Linked DNA regions of Sus scrofa: regions 2 and 3 are each linked to region 1. A link is a contact called in public HiChIP or PLAC-seq data. All regions are on one chromosome and are shown on one strand. The core of a region is the stretch at or near the end of the contact, and the rest is flanking DNA. Distances in the headings are between cores, read along the strand shown.

What was found. HiChIP or PLAC-seq counts read pairs in DNA pulled down with a chosen protein or histone mark.
Region 2: an H3K27ac HiChIP or PLAC-seq map of alveolar macrophages shows a contact between it and region 1. The contact joins the promoter of PIGU here to the promoter of NCOA6 in region 1. A contact is called at or near these places in 1 of 47 Hi-C or Micro-C datasets (liver) and 1 of 2 datasets of contacts at active chromatin or transcription factors (alveolar macrophages).
Region 3: an H3K27ac HiChIP or PLAC-seq map of alveolar macrophages shows a contact between it and region 1. The contact joins the promoter of TRPC4AP here to the promoter of NCOA6 in region 1. A contact is called at or near these places in 1 of 5 promoter capture datasets (liver), 2 of 47 Hi-C or Micro-C datasets (liver and skeletal muscle) and 2 of 2 datasets of contacts at active chromatin or transcription factors (alveolar macrophages and skeletal muscle).

What each region holds. Positions count from the first base shown.
Region 1 is chr17:38,220,181-38,223,267 of Sscrofa11.1, forward strand. It overlaps NCOA6 (nuclear receptor coactivator 6), which reads right to left and starts at 1,724. Exons shown (of 16, transcript XM_021078293.1): 1 at 1,518-1,724.
Region 2 is chr17:38,079,468-38,082,957 of Sscrofa11.1, forward strand. PIGU (phosphatidylinositol glycan anchor biosynthesis class U) reads right to left here and starts at 1,595. Exons shown (of 12, transcript NM_001185136.1): 1 at 1,466-1,595. The coding sequence starts at 1,595.
Region 3 is chr17:38,466,383-38,469,770 of Sscrofa11.1, forward strand. It overlaps TRPC4AP (short transient receptor potential channel 4-associated protein), which reads right to left and starts at 1,908. Exons shown (of 19, transcript XM_003359957.4): 1 at 1,651-1,908. The coding sequence starts at 1,818.

The DNA of each region.
Region 1 (3,087 bases), core at 474-2,973:
AAACTTCTCTCATCAAATAGCTGGTTACCTATACTTTTTTTGTATCCTATTCAGTGTTGTTTTGTTTTGTTTCCTATGGCCCCATCCCCAGCACATGGAATTTCCCTTGCCAGGGACAGAATGTGAGCCACAGCTGCAGCAATGCTGGATCCGTCAATCCACCGTGCAGGCCAGGGATGGAACCAGCACCTCTGCAGCGACCCAAGCTGCTGTGGTCAGATTCTTAACCCACTGGGCTCCTGTATCCCTTTCAGTTTTTGTACTAGACAAACTCATTACAAAAACAAAATAAATTATTTAATGATTCTTTGACATATGCTGCCATGCTTGACTCCCTAACAATTTCTCCCAGCTAGCAAATTCCTCTAAGACAATGTGTTGAATGAGACAGCAGCAGGCTAAGTTCCAGTACCTCTTCTGCCATTAACTGCTTAGATCTTTAGAAGTCATGTTTTCCTTTCTGTCTCAGCTAAAATCACTACATGATCTGAAATCCTTACATGATCTAAGAACTATACATTCATTCCTCTGCACCATTCCTACTGGCTTCACTAACACCTTTCGGATGACCTCCCCAGGTGACCCTGCTCTTAAAACAGTGGGCTGTTCCCTTCCTGGGAAGACACCTTGGGTCACCGCCCACAAACAGCCTGGTCCCTCCTTTTAAAGACACACACAAACTCCCAAAGTTGATGGAGACTCTTCTGGCCAACCACTTTCATTCCGCATCTCTTGCTGGCCAGCTCCTGCATCCAAACCTCAGTCCCCCTTTTCTCTTTTCCTCATCAAAGCCTTACTTTATTCTGTTCCTCTTCCCAATGAGGAGTGGAGGATCCTGAGGGCAAATATGTCCTCAGCCCCCTGGGAGTTATACGGACTTGCCCTGAGACTCCGAAGACTGCCCCCAATCTGATACCAGCGTCTGTACCTAAAGGGCCCCCATTTCTAATCACAACCCCAAAGAACTGTCCCAGCCCTGACAGCCTGAGCTCAGATCCCACGCCCCTCCGCGCCCTACCTGCCTGGGATCATGAACACTGCCTAAACCAGCTCCAGATCCTGCTCTCCTAGCCCCAGTGATCCAGACCCCAGCTCCGTTTGGACCCAACGTCCCTTCTCCGCGACCCCGACCACGACCCCACGTCCGGCTCCCGCCAGTTCTTCGGGCCTGGAGCGCCACCCGGTGCAGACCCTGGCCGGCTCAGCACTCCCTGAGCGCCCCAGACACCTTGTCCTGCACCCTCCCCATCCCGCCCAAGCCCCCCGCTCCCTCCAGCGCCCCCGCCCGTAGGCCCGGGGCCCGCTCCCCAACATGGCGACGGGGACACGAGCGCGGCGGGCAGGCAGGCGGGGCGGCTCCGGGCCGGGCCCGCACAGGGGCCGTGCTCCACGGTCGGCCGGCGCCATTTTCCCGCGCCGGGCCCGGGCGGCGCCTCCTTCCCACGAAGCTAACCGGGCCAGCACCAGGGACGCCCGGCGGGCCCACCCCTTACGGGCCCGCGTCGCCGTCACCTCACCTGAGCGCGGCCCCAGCCCTCCCGGGCGGGCCTCGGAGCACCGGCCCGGGCCGTGGATGCCCGCGGCCCTCCGTGTGTCCGTCCGTCCGTCCTCGCCTGCGCGGGTCTATCTGGCCGTCGGCTCCCGGCCGCCCGCAGCCCGACCCGGCTGGGCCTCAGGGAGCCGGCGGGGAGGGGGATGGGCCGGACCGGGCCGGGGAGGGAGGGGGAGGGAGGGAGAGAGGGAGGGAGCGCGGGAGAGGGCGGGGCGGACTAGGGGCGGGGAATTGGCCACGTGACCAAACGTCTCCGAGTGCGCGAGGTAGCGCGCGCCCGCTCACTTCGGTATAGAGCTTAGTGTGGCGATCTGCTGGTTTTGTATCTCGACGAGGTAGTGTCGTCAGTGGCTTCTGCCTCCACTTTGCAGTCACTGCACAATCCTATAAGAGCCCTCTGGCTGAATGTCCTTGGGCAGGTCAACTCTCCATAAGCCTCGATCTATGCACATGAAATATACAGATAATAATAGTGTTTGCAAAGAGGAAATGAAGGAAGGCATGGAAAGCGCTTGACACAGTGCCTGACACATAGTATGTAATAACGTTAATGATGATAAACTTTAGCCTTTATTATTTGCTTGTAAGTCCCTCTCTACTTTCTCCCATCACAGTTGCCCTACCAAGCTCTGAAGGTACAAGGGAGTGTGGCCCCCTCCCCTCTCCACAACTGTAGGAAGGCCTACCCAGCACTGATGTCTGTCATAGGCCTGCATTCGGATCTGGCTTTCACTCGATAGCTATGTGATTTTCTCTGCCTCTGAACTCAGCTTTCTCATCTATAAAATGGAAATTAAAGGTCTGTTACAAGCATCATATTAGATTGCACAGCTCAGGCACACTAGTCTTATCTAAGAAAAAGAATCCTTTCATTCCACAAATATTTATTGAGCACACACTCTGTGTGTGCCCGGACTGGTGAAGTAGCCATCTAAGGCCTTTTCATGTTCTCCTTAGCTCCCCTTCGATCTCTTTTCCACCCTCCTGTTAGAGTAATGTTTCTAAGAAATCTGATCATGCCTCTCCTGTATTTAAAACTGTTTGATGGGGAGTTCCCTTCATGGCTCAGCGGTTAAGGAACCCAACTAGGCTCCATGATGATGCAGATTCCATCCCTGGCCTCCTTCCGTGTGTTAAGGATCCTGCATTGCTATAGCTGTGGCTTAGGCTGGCATCTGTAGCTCTGGTTCGACCCCTAGCTTGGGAACTTCCCTATGCTGCAAGTGTGGCCCTAAAAAAAGCAAAAGCAAAAAAAAAAAAAAAAAAAAAAAAACTATGTGATGGCTCCACACTGCTCTTAAGATAAAGGCCAAATGGGAGTTCTTTTGTGGCGCAGCAGGTTAAGGATCCAGCGTTGTCACTGCAGTGGCTTGGGTTGCTGCTGTGGTGTGGGTGCGATCCCTGGCCTGGGAACTTCCAAAAGATAAAGGCTGAATAGTAGTTCCCATTGTGGCTCAGAGGGCTGAGAACTCTACATAGCATTCATAAGGATGTGGGTTCAACTCCTTACCTTGCTCAGTGGGTTAAGGATCTAG
Region 2 (3,490 bases), core at 345-2,844, 140 kb before region 1:
ATCTAGAGAAATAAATAGATTTTACCTAGCAAAAAAAAAGTTCAAGGACATGAAGGGGATTTCTGGGCTGCTGGTAATGTTCTGTTTCTTGAACTGCAAGCTGGCTACATGAGTATAGTAAATTATTTAAGCTATACACTTATTATTATGTGCACTGTCTGTATATTGTACTTCAGTAAGAAAAGTTTATTTATTTTCTTGTCCATGACCACAGCATTCCGCAGAAGTTCCCCAGCAAGAGATCAAATCTGCAGCCACAGCAGTAACAACAGGAGATCCTTAACCCGCTGTGCCACCAGGGAATTCCAGTAAGAAAGTTTTTTGAAAAAAAAATCTTCAAATTCTGGCCTTCACCTTACACCCACCTCATTACTCCCCTACTTTGGGCATTTCACATCTTTCAACATGTCTTGATCCTGACAACCTTCTACCTGAAACTCCGCTTCCTCTAATCTCCCTTTTCACACTCTACATCCTTCAAGAGTTAGCTCAAATCCCACATTCCTTAAACTGGAAAAGGAGAGGACACTTTCTTCAGGGTCAGAACTCCAAGGAAGGAACTGGAGGCACACAGGAAGTACACTTTTCTTTCTTTTTTCTTTTTTTTTTTTTAGGGCCACACCTGCTGCATATGAAGTTCCCAGGCTAGGGGTCAAATCAGAGCTGCAGCTGTGGGCCTACACCACAGCCACAACAACACTAGATATATCCAAGCCACATCTGCGATCTGCAATGCACCTCACAGCAACGAGGGATCTTTAATCCGCTGAGAGAGGGCCAGGTGTTGAACCTGAGCCCTCCTAATGGATACTACCTGGGTTGTTATCCACTGAGCCACAATGGGAACTCCAGGAAGTACACTTTTCATAAATGACTATATCTGTTTGTCTGCCTTATTAGAGTGCCTGTGGACTCTTTAGTCCAAACTGGCTCTCTGTGGGCTCCAGTATAAAACAATGTTTGATGAAGAACTTAAAAGAAATAAGATATAGTAGGAGAAGCTGCACTGCAAGTCCCAGGCTGAGACAAGGTTTATAAGGGCACTCACACACTCTCCTCGCTTATGCAGGAATGGTCCCCTCAGGGGCACCCCCCCCACACACACACACACACCCACGCACAAGCGATCTCGCGCCAAAACTCACTCCACTTAGCACGCCCTTTTCTCATCCCGACCCTTCCTCAAGCAGATCTTTCCTCAGACCACGCCCCTCAGCTCAGGACCCGAGGGGGACACACCCCCTCATATCTACATCTCGCAGGTGACCAGCCCCTACGGCCCCAACCTCACCACACCAACCAACGTCCCCCCGCCCTTAGCAGCCCCGCTCGCCCGCTCGAGGACGCGATAACTGGTGAGTTCCCTCAGAATCTTGAACATGCGGCCACTGCCCCCGCCTCCCATTCACAGAGGCCAGAGGCGCACAGGCGGGGCCTGGACGCCTACTCGAGCCGGTGGCCTCACCTCTCTTCCAAGAGCTCAGTGGGGACACCACCTCCACCCGCTCCGAGATGAACTCGGCCAGACTGGAGCGAAACAAGGCTGCCCGCACAGTCACTGCCACCACCAGCACCAAGGCCAAGGGAGCCGCCATGATAGCTGGGGCGGGCGCGCAGGCAGGAGGGGAAAGGCGAGGCGGAAGAGCCTCGCGGTCTGTGCACCGCCCTCTGTAGTTCTGCGGGTCAGCGCGCCTCGCGGCTGCCCACGAAACTCCCAAACTGGGAACTACCACTCCCAGGAGGCCTTGCGGCGAAGTAGGGCGTGGCGACGGAAAGCGGGGCGCCTCAAGCTTATAGCAAAGGGTTGGGCGAGGTCTCCCACTATAGCAGGTGAATTGTAATAGCACTGAGGTGCTGCTGAAAGGAGACACGTGAAGACAGTTACCATCCTGGAATTGTTGAGCGAGTTTTAAAGAAACGTTCATTTCACTCTTGTGTGTATGTTTTTAGTGTTAAAATGTTTCCTTTTTTATGTTTTCAAAGAGTATTAAATATGTATTCGTTGATTTACTACATACTTATTTGTAGAATGTCAACTATATGGGTTCTGAGGATACATTGTGGAGTATTACAGAGATTTATTAGCTCTGCGGCCTTGAACAAGTTGCCGAACTTTTCTGTGCCTCAGGTCCCTCACCTTAAAAATGCACTCGTTTTTGGCTCCTTGTGAGTGAGCTAGAAACCATTGAAGAATGCTTAGAAATTTTGCCAGCCGCTTTTAAACACAGACATTACTGTAAATTAGTACAGCCACTATGGAGAATAGTATGGAGGTTCCTTTATAAACCAAAAAGGGAGTTCCTGCTGTGGCAAAGTTGGTTAAAGAGAAGTTGATTAATGATCTGGCTTATCTTTGTGGTGTTGCTGGTTCCATCCCCAACCCTGCTCAGTGGATTAAGGATCCTGAATTGCCGCGGCTGTGGCTGGGATTCAGTATCCCCCTCCCCAGGAGCTTCCATATGCCTCGGGTACAGCCATAAAATTAAAAAAAAAAAAAAAAGTATCTAAGAATGAAAGTGTTTATATGTGTAAATGATTCACTTTGCTGTATGCCTGAAACTAACACAACATTGTAAATCAACTGTACTCCTAATAATACTTTTTTGAAATTAAATAAAAATAAACTCAGCTATTATCAAAAATTAACTTATACAAACCTACAATTCAATAAGTTGTGTAAACAACAAGGTAATAAATACTCAAAACATCCCTTGCTAAGTATTTTACTACACTCTTGTTTTATCTGTGCTCTTGAGGTTATTTACCACTGCTATATCACTATGGCAAATACTGTATAATGGTATACTTCTGCCCTTGCCTTCCCAAATCATGTTTAGTGACTTAAGTTTGATAGTTTGAAATCCCAATCAATGGGAATGTTTACACCACAGAAATTGGCAAACAGTGTGTCAGAGTTTTGGAGTTTGGAGAGCCATCAATAAGCATAAGTAGCACACCACTTCATTAATGTATAAAAAATACTTATGATGAATGCTTAAATGTTAGCTATAGTAATTAAAATATTAAATAAATATAAGGAAATTTAAGATCTGTGAAGGAAATGAAACAGGTTGCATAATCAAAAATAATTTGGTGGGGAGTTCCCGTTGTGGCTCAGTGGGTTAAGAACCGGACATAGTGTATGTGAGGATGTGGGTTCAATCCCTGGCCCTCATTCAGTGAGTTGAGGATCCGGTGTTGCACTGGCTGTGGCATAGGCCTTAGCTGCAGCTCTGATTCAATGCATAGCCTGGGAATTTCCACATGCCCCAGGTGCGGCCATAAAAAAGAAAAAAAATTAAAAAAGAATAACTTGGTGGAATGGTGGTGGTAATACTACACAGAATGGTCAGGGAAGACTCTGGGAAAAGGTAACATTTGCAGTCAAATGCTCTACCACTGAGCTGTACCCTCCCAAGAGGTGACATTTGAACTGAAATGAACCTAATCAGAGCTTCCAAGCACAGGGAACAGACTGAGTCAGGAAGAA
Region 3 (3,388 bases), core at 658-3,157, 250 kb after region 1:
TCTGAGCCTCAGAGTTTCTTTATCTGTGTTAAGAGATGAGTACTGCTACTTGATTCAAAAGATCGAGGATTAAATAAAGACACTGTATAGCCTGGGCAAGGCTTGATCCAAGGTATATATATGCTCAGTAAAGCTGAGTTAGTTCCCTTTCCACCTGTTCCTACCTACTCAGTAAGGGTCTTTGGGTTAAAGGATAAAGCAAGTATTTCCAGGATCTTAAGGCAAACAGAAAAACACAAAGAGGGAAAAGTTGCTCATCTATGGTTAACTGATGTCCAGGGAAATACTGCTCACCCAGAACTGCTCTTCATCTGTGTAACTTTATACAAACACAGACCACCTGGTTTTTACCTTTTATTCGGTCCTTTTATTCATATGAGTTAATATTGAAATGGTTCAAAATTAAGTCAATATACAAAGCTGTACTGTGAAAAGTCTCACTCTCATTCCCTCCCCCATCCACCCAAGTCCCACCCCACTCCTGAACCAACCACTTTGTTAGTTTCTTGTATATACTTCAAAAATTTCTTTATGCAAAAGCTGTCCTTAAATTAAGCTAATGTTTTACAGGTGTGTTTCCAATGTTAAGTTCTGGGAATGTGAAGGGGGAGGGGAAAGGGCGAGCGGCCTAGGTCTTAATTCACCCTGCTTTACCCTAAAGCAGTGTTCTTCATTCACTCAAAAAAAAAAAGAAAAAGAAAGAAAGGAAGAAAGAAAGACAGACAGACTAATCATATATTGAGCACATATTATAAGCCAGATACCAAGTATAGCATTAATATTAACTGATTACCCTTCAGTTTCTTATTATGCACCAGAAATGTATTTAACCTTTTACACGATTGTCTTTTATCTTCACAACACCTTAACAGGTAGCTTACTAATTATCATCTCCATTTTACAAATAAGGAAACTGAGGCACAGAAAAGTAATTTGACCAAGCAAGAAAAAGCAGGATTCTGAATCCAGGCCTTACTCTACAGCCCTAGCTCTTAACCATGACGCTCTACACCGGCAAAACAGATACAGTCCCTGCACCCGCTGGAGCTCAGCTTAATGTGGAATACAGGCGAGAAAAAAAGTAGACAACAAAGAAATATGTAATTACAGACTGAGAAAGTAATGTGAACAAAACGAATTCAGGTCTGTAACTGAATAACAATGGGAACCTACTCTGGGGTGGGGGTGGGGGGTTATGTCAAGGAAAGGCCTCTCTGAATGACATTTTAGGAGAGAACCTTTTAGGAGCTGAGATCCTTTTAGGAGCTGCAGTGATGACCCACCGCCCAATTCATGGGGGAGAAACTCAAGGACCATAGAGGCTAAAGCAAACTCGCTCAGGGTCCTCCAGACGTGCAGACGTGGCGCAAGGAAGGGAGGATCCAGGAGCTGGGCCCCGGACTCGTACACGCCATCAATGCCTGATGCAGCTCAGCCTTGCTCAGCCCCTAACACAGGTCCTCTAGCCTGCCACTGCCCACTCACTGTCCTGCCGCGGCTGACAGCGTCCGGAGAGCCCACAGAAAGGCCCAACGGCCGGCCAAGAGGGGTCGGGCCCGTACTGCGGCGGCCTGGAAAGGCCTCTTCGCCGGCCCTCGGCCAGCTCCCGCCCGGTCCACCCCGCCCCGCCCCTCCGGGCCGACTTCCTACCTGCACCGCCCGGACCAGGCCCCGGCCGGTCAGCTGGCCCTGCCGCAGCTGCAACAGAATGTTACCAGGCCGCGGCCGGCCGCCCCATCCGCCCCAAGCCGCCACCGTTGCCGCCGCCCGTCGCGCCCGGCCGGCCCCAGATCCAGCAGCCGCCGGCGCCGCCGCCATGTCTCCTCGTCCGACAAACAGGAAGCAAGCGGCCCCGGGGCCGCGGAGATTTCTACGGGGCGGCGGAGGGGTCGCCGCAGCGCCCCCACTGGGCTGACGGCGGAGGCGCAAGCCGCGTGGCAGAGCCGTGAGCCCCGCGGGGGCTGCTGGGAACTGTAGTCTTGATCTGAGGCGGGCAGGTGCGAGAGAGCCTGGCGTCCCCTGCGCCACTTGTTTCTCTGGCCCAGCATTTTGGCGAGGTCCTCTGACGTCGAAGACAAGTCTCTGCGTGCGCACTCTCCCATTTCTTGCCTATTTGGGGAGGTTATAGCCAACTAGCTAGAAGATCCTGGGTTCCAGACCAGGAATCTGGCCGCCTGATGTGATTCCTGCTTGCCTCTTTCTCTACCCTTGACTCGCCACGGACCTGAGCCTCAGTTTCTTGTTAGTTCATTCAGTCGATAGTTCCTGGGAGTCTGTTCAGCCAGTAAATAGTTCCTTGGGGCCCGCTCTATCAGTACCGAACAGTCCTTGGGAAAACAGTGCTGAGCAGAACAAAGTCCCTGTTTTCAAATGCAAGTTACAGGGGAGGTCAGCAAATCCATATGCAAATACACAGTAACAAACTGGGTAAGATGTGTAACTAGATTGTCGTGAAGTTAAATGAAATAATGGAAGGGGAAAGGATTGGTAAATTGTGACATCATATTCTCTGTCAGAGGAAACGTCGTAATTTCTCCACACAGGACGGTATGTTCTCTCTACTCCGAACCAACGTAATCATTTTTTTTGGCAAATTTCTGTGGCAGGATCTCGTCCTCTCCTCTCCTTTTTTCTTCCTGGGAGGGGATCATGTAAAATAAATGAAAGAGGAATGCTGGGTGTGATGCAATAAGGAATGGTGGAGATTGTGCCGCATAGTTTATTGCTCAAATCAGAACATATTTAAGAATGAAAGGATGCTGCTAACAATTACAACAGGACAGCAGGCATATATAGGGATTGTTCCTGGCACACTGGGATTGTGGTCACCATCCTCAGGCCCATCAAAAGGAGTGATCTCTACCCTCTCCTGCAGATTGTTGCTGAATCGTCTAGTTTTTCCAGAACAGCCAAAAAGCTGGGTTTTGATGTGAAATTACCCAGTTCTGAAAACTCCATAGGCCAAGTAAAACCCTATTTGTGACCCCAAGACAGGGAGACCAGGGACCAGATCCAGATATACTTGGAACTTTAGCATGTGGTAAGGGAGACATTTCAAATCAATGGGGAAAGAAAAAAAAATTTAGGTCTTAAACTTTACAGCAAAAGCTAAAATGAATCTCAGACATATTAAGTTACATATAACAAAATCAAAATATAGTTCTAAAGCTGGTTTGTGGTAATGGTGATACATCCCTTATTTGACTAAAAATCATTGGATTGTACACTCAAAATGAGTGAATTTTATGATATGTCAATTATACCTCATAAAATTATGATATGCAAATTATATGAGATGTTAAAAATCCAAGTATAAAAATAGTAGAAGTGAATATGTGGGAATACTTTCATGATTTGGGGGTAGAAAATTCTTCTCAATCATAAAATC